Linked DNA regions of Zea mays: region 1 is linked to region 2. A link is a contact called in public Hi-C data. All regions are on one chromosome and are shown on one strand. The core of a region is the stretch at or near the end of the contact, and the rest is flanking DNA. Distances in the headings are between cores, read along the strand shown.

The links. A called contact is a pair of places that touch in the nucleus more often than the background predicts.
Region 1: a Hi-C map of ear shows a contact between it and region 2, with 3 times the contacts expected there. The contact joins the promoter of LOC103632959 here to the promoter of LOC103632967 in region 2. A contact is called at or near these places in 2 of 25 Hi-C or Micro-C datasets (ear and tassel).

The regions. Positions count from the first base shown.
Region 1 is chr7:143,738,784-143,741,846 of Zm-B73-REFERENCE-NAM-5.0, reverse strand. It overlaps LOC103632959 (ADP-ribosylation factor GTPase-activating protein AGD3), which reads left to right and starts at 1,624. Exons shown (of 19, transcript XM_008654663.4): 1 at 1,624-2,094; 2 at 2,982-3,058. The coding sequence starts at 2,050.
Region 2 is chr7:143,396,588-143,399,709 of Zm-B73-REFERENCE-NAM-5.0, reverse strand. It overlaps LOC103632967, which reads right to left and starts at 1,278. Exons shown (of 7, transcript XM_008654671.3): 1 at 971-1,278; 2 at 1-772. The coding sequence starts at 565. It overlaps LOC100501373 (hydroxyproline-rich glycoprotein family protein), which reads right to left. Exons shown (of 10, transcript NM_001196112.2): 10 at 2,872-3,048.

The DNA of each region.
Region 1 (3,063 bases), core at 375-2,874, 340 kb before region 2:
CTGAATTCATAGTAAGTGCTTTTGTATCCTTTGTGTTCAAGTCTCTATGCCGCGGGATGTGCACGCCTCGTCCTGCGCACGGACTGCCAGTGACGAGTCTTCACCCCCGCGATGACGATCCAGCGATCCTCCAACTCCTGAGTTCATTCCCTTCCCTGTTCTCACTTCTCGATCTACTCTATTATTGCTTGATTTCTTTGCTCCCCACTGATGCATCGGTCATGAACTGATACATACAAGACAGTGGGATGTGGGAGGGAATTCTTTTGATTCACTTGGTGGTATTGGCGTTCTCAAAATGGCTAACCCCTCTGCCTTGATCTCTCCCCCTTGATGAGCCTGAATTGCAAGCTGTCTTTTGGTTTGGGTGATTTGCAGCATGATGGATCTTGTGGACGAGAATTAAGCAAATGAGGAAATAGGAACTGGATGCGAGCCTGAATGCCTTTTGTTACTTTCCTATATTTGAGAATTTGAGACATGAGACATGTTGTTCTGTAATAATAGAACTTAAGTACTTAAGTAGATTGCAATGTGTTATTGTTTTGTCAATTTTAATATGTGTTATTCTCTTTTTATTTTTAACTAGCAAAATGTATCTGCGCACTTTTTTTTTTGAAAAACTGCTGTATCCGTGTATCCATATCCTTCCAATACTGATACACATATCGGTACTTCGGCATTTAGACCTATATATAGTTTAAACACAAAAAGCGGCATATGGCACCAGGAGACCAACTCAAACGGATGTTGTGCCAAAGTATCCTTCGATACAATAGAATCCTATTTTACATAGCTACAATCATATTTGGACACCCCCCAGGCCCCCCTCTTATGAGCATGTACATGTTTTCTGAATGGGTTCTAAGAAAGCTATAGTCCCATGCCAGCAACAAAAGGACACTTGAAAGTTCCTACATACTAATACATTAACAACAGAGAACACAGAGTTATACCTTCTCTATTCCCTTGTCCAAAAAGTATCCACCTGCATCAAACAGGCACTCACTTTCCTTAAGACTATGCAACAAACATAAGTTTGATTTCACCATAACTGGAAGGAGGCCAATAAATATCCAGTGAGTTTCATTCATGAAGTTCCTTTTTTGAACAAAACCATCATTCCCTGTTTTAGATTTGTCACTTTTCTCCAAAGAATAAACCTGGTACAATGAAAAATAACCCACAGATAATCAGGTGACCATAAAACCTAAACAATTGTGAGTTCAATTATGACACCAAAACAAGTATCAGGGTGGAGCTTCATCATACATAAGGAATAAGTAAATGTAATAGGCTCTTCAAATAGAACTAGGTATATGCCCGTGCGTTGCAACGGAGACATATAATACATAAGTCCCCGTTGCAACGCATGAGCACTCACCTAGTTTTGAAATAAGAAAATGATAAGTGCATGCACGGGGGCACCGAGCAATCAACCTAGGTCCGCTCACCGGCAGGTGACCTGCCGCCTCGCACCTCCCCGCACTGGCTGCATCCAGGCCCCACTTCTCGGAACCACGATACACCAGGCCTACCACGCCACTCGCCCCACTCCCAATCCCACACGATCAGTGAGCGATGTAATAAAACGAAAACTATTAGTAAAGTCGCAATTAGACATTTAACAATCAGAAATAAAGCGCACCGTTACTTGCCATCTCACACTTTTTTTTCTCTTTACTCCTCCCTGTCTCCCCCCGCTGCGTGTCCCCTGCCCTGTCGCCGAGCCATTCGATTCCTCTCCGCTGCCCCCAAGCGAGTCGCCGCCATTTCGCCGATTCCCGGCCGCTGCCTAGGGTTTTGGTGCCAGCGCGGTCGGAGGGTTGTGCCTGTGGGTCGCGTTCCCAGTGTCGCGCGCGGTGGCCGAAGGTGGAGGGAGGAGCGGTTCTCCGGAGAGGAGGTGGAGGTGGTGGCTGCGGAGTGCGGTCTCCACGGAGCGAGTCTACCAGATGCCGCCGCGGTCTTTGAGGAGGTAGTGTGGCCGTGTGGAGTGAATAGGTGGTGGTGGTGGTGGCGGCGGCGGCAGCGGGACTGGCGGAGGCAGCCATGTTTTTCAGCAGGCTCGATGACTCGCCCATGTTCAGGAAGCAGGTGAGGGGGCCCAGCCGGATCTTGGTGCATGCTGTCTGTGAGTGTGGATCCTGGTACCGCTTGGGAGGTTGATCTCGGCCTCTGGGGCGGGCGGGAGAGAGAAATGTTCCAGTTTTTTCTGCAATGCTTGGCTCCGGTGGCTCCCGGATTGGGCTGCGGGTGGTTGCATGGATCTGCCTTTGGTTTTGGGTTGTGCTGATGGGGAATGAGTGTGGAGACTCCTGATCCCTTTTGGGGTAACTTCGTCTCGAATCAATTTTGAACTAACAGTGTAGGAACTAGGAGCCACGGGTTTAAGGCTTTCTTTTAACCGTTTTGTGGCCTGTGATGTTTTCATAGGCGCACTTTGTGTTGTTAGGCTATACTGATACATACAAACACTTGTCGAACTTTGGCCGGCCCTTTGCTGTGTTTCTTCTTTTGCCAATTCTCTATGATCTAGTATCTTAGTTGTTTTTTTTTTGACAATTTACTGTTTTTGCATGCAAAACCAGTAGCATAGCTTGCCTGTCAATGTGTAAATTCGATATGCCTTAGGATAGTTTGGTGTACATTTTCGGAAATGTTTGATTCATTTGTGGGTTGCGGAATGTATGCTTTAGTTTTTGTCATGATTTGGACAAAAGATTCTAGGACTCCCAGGAATCATAAAATTATTTGTTATTTGACCAAAGTAGGTATCTTCATTCTTCAATTTCACTCATGCTTAATAGCTTGTTCGATTTCAGTGTGTACCGTAGTATAGATTCGGTGAGGCTAACTTAACCTTTGTATCGCGTTTGGGGATATTACATTCTTAATTTGTATTCTTTGGGTCGATACATTTGGCCAAAGAACTTGCTTTCTTGGTTCATGAATACTGCTTAACTTGTTCCTTGCATTAATAGATGCAATCACTTGAAGAAGGTGCTGAATTGCTACGAGAGAGATGTTTAAAGTTTCACAAAGGTTGTCGAAAATACACGTAAG
Region 2 (3,122 bases), core at 29-2,528:
GAGGGTTCTGAACTTTTTCATCGCCGGAACCAATATTCAGCGCATTCCCATAGAACTGTCCAGCAGGAAGCGCATTAGTTAATGGTGACAACACCCTTTTCCTTGCCTGAACTTCGTGATGTACAACTGATGAATCACAATTACCAATGACTAAAGATGAATGCATTTTGTGAGATACCATTATATCAGGGCCCCCGGTAGAACCATCAGTTCCTGAATCAAACCCAACAACCCTCATTGCAGGTATATGTAGAGTAGATTTGATTTTAGTGCATGATCTATAATTTGGATCTCTTGGTTTAGGATTCAGGCTTTGGTAGCCCGCAGGATCATCAACGGCATGTCTAGTTCTGAACTGACTATTTAATCCATTCGAAGCAGCACCTGGTGCAAATTTTCTCTTGAAGTCGCTGATGGATGGGTTCTGAAACCAACTTCCACTTGAGCTTCCCTCGAGAAGTTTACCCGAATCGCAGGGGCCATCGACACTGAAACTAGAACCGGCAGGTGTACTCACTTCAGTAGGCTCTTCCTCCTTAACCACAGGAATTTGAGGCAAACCCATCCCGAAATCGTTTACTTCAGCAAACTGAGAAATGAACGTTAGAGCTACATTGACATTTCTGACACTGGTGAGGATGTTCCACCATCAATCATGCCCCCTACGGATACTGCAGCAATTCGAGGTAAAGCACAACTCGGAGTCTCGGAGCATGAACAAGCCACGAGAATCCTAGGACGAACCATACCACCACGAGATCAGATTACAGTCCTGCAGGTACAATCAAATGCTGTCACAGCCAGGGGCTGATCCAGTAGATAAAGAACATACATGTATATATTGCCCCCCACCCAAAAAAAAACAAAGTTCGTAGGCATAATACTGCATGTATGCTACGCTTGTAATTAGATCAGATCCGAATACAGATAGCATAAGGTAGGGGACGAAGAGGGGGGCTGGTAGGCGTACCTGGCGCGTGCTCGTCGCCGGCGCCCAGTTTAGGGGCCCGAACAGCACCTGGCTGAGGAGCCAATGACGACCTGGGCGTGCGGCGGTCGCCCGCTGGTCGCCACGAGAGAGATCGCCGCGCGGGGGAACGGGAGAACCGAGAGAGAGAGATAGAGAGGGAGCGAGCGTACGCTATGCGGAACGGGAGAACAAAATGGACGACCGTAGGAAAACAGACGAAAGGAAAGGGCATGTCTGAATGTCTCACATACTTTGGGGGGGGGGGGGGTCGTCTAAAACTTTCTTGGCCGCTTGTTTTGTTTGTGTGTGTTTATTCATCTGTTGAATAAACTTTTATCATTTGGTATTTGCTTTCTGTCCCTTCCATCTCGATAAGTAATTCTTGGTGCCTAAGAATGCATCTGGCTGACTACTCCAGTGGTGGAGTTACGACGAATGAAGTAACAAAATTTTGAACCATTCACCGCTAAAAAGTTACCCGGTATATATAAAAGACCACTAGTAAAGTGTTGGTACTTGCTACGATTTTTTATTTATGCTTAAATATTTATCGGATATTTTTGTGTGAACGTGAGTTTAGAGCCAACAAATATAGTTTAAATCTTTACCCGTGCTTAATTTTAGTTTTTTGGTAGTTTATACAGTAGAGATGAGAGATGTGCCGCCTCTTCTCGTTAGTGCCATTGTCAATGTCGTCGCTATATAAGACCGTCTCAAGTAAATTAAATCACGCCGTGTAGTAAGAAGAGTAATTAGCCACTCCTCTGGTTGTTCGTTCAAAATACCACGGATACGCTTTGTTGTATATACAACCTCTGTGGCAGCGGGAGACACAGAGACGCAGACGCATACGACGGCACATGGAAGATCTCAGAGTTGAAAAGCCCTTGAAAAAGCGAGGGGTTTTGCCGGCCGCCATTCCGCATCCGGCGTGCGCTTTCTTTTTATAACGAAGAACAAAAAAGAAAAGCCGTATAGGAAAAAGGAAAATGTTCTTCGGCGCCGGCGCGTGGGCACCGACCAAGCACGTACGTGGTGGCCAGACCGTCGAGTTGCGTGCCTTGAAAGCTGCGCTGGGTGGGACCGGGGGGGGGGGGGGGGGGTCTGTGGAGTCTTGCGTACGGGTCACGCCAAGCCTCCCCTGTCAGGAAGCGGTCGGGCTTGCTTCATAGCAGGGTTTAGGGTTAGTCGCATGCCCGTCCAGCCGTCCTCTTCTGTACAGGTGAACGTGGTGATCCATGACTCTCGATCATGACATGGTTTATTCGAAACCACCAGCACTAGAATCTCGTGAGTTTGCCAGCCCAGAGTCAGCGTCGCACCCTAGTCGATACGACGGACAACGGCTTTTGGTAGAACCGCACCCAGGGTCGTTCTACAAACTTTTACAAAAGCTCGGTGGGTGTCGAATGTGGGCGTTCTGCACTTCTTCTCTGCGGGCCCACGGACTCGCAGGTTATATGCTTGACAGCTGCCTGTCAAGTGTCAACTGCCTATTGCTCTGGGTGCCTCCGTACGCTTCGTTAGTGCAGCATGCATACTGTGCCTCTCTGTACAAGTCATGGAGATCATCCAAAAGGAGAGAGAACACAACTGACAAAACTTCGCTGTCAGCCAACGAGTCAGGGAGAAACGAACGTAGAGCCAAACCCGGGGCTTTAAATGTAGAGTGCCAATACGACAACACAGCGCTTCTTGCCTTTTTTTTCCCCTTACCACAGGTGGTTTTGATCGGGGGTGAAGCGGATGGTAATTACATAACCACAGGAAACGAAACCAGGTGATAATTACAGAAGCTGCAGAAAACAGATGGCACTCCGACCTCGCTTCAAGGCAAGCAAACAAGCTCGCGCAACAGCAAATCTCGCGTCAATCAACCAAGCGGTGAGAAAATTGGGGGAATTTATTTCCGCAAACCCACTATCTGCAGACTACACCTTAGCCAAAGGGCACGAGAAACAACCTACTACTTCCGCGATACTGGCCAGGGCTCACATGCTAATATGTACAGCATTCTTCCAGGAAGGGCTCAGCAAGCCGCTTGATAATGATAGTAATCCACCTTCGCAGTGAATACTCTGCACATGGAAGGTAATAGAGAATAAGGTCAGTCCAACGTTGCAGCACCGTGCTGTGGTTAGCGAGCACCAAG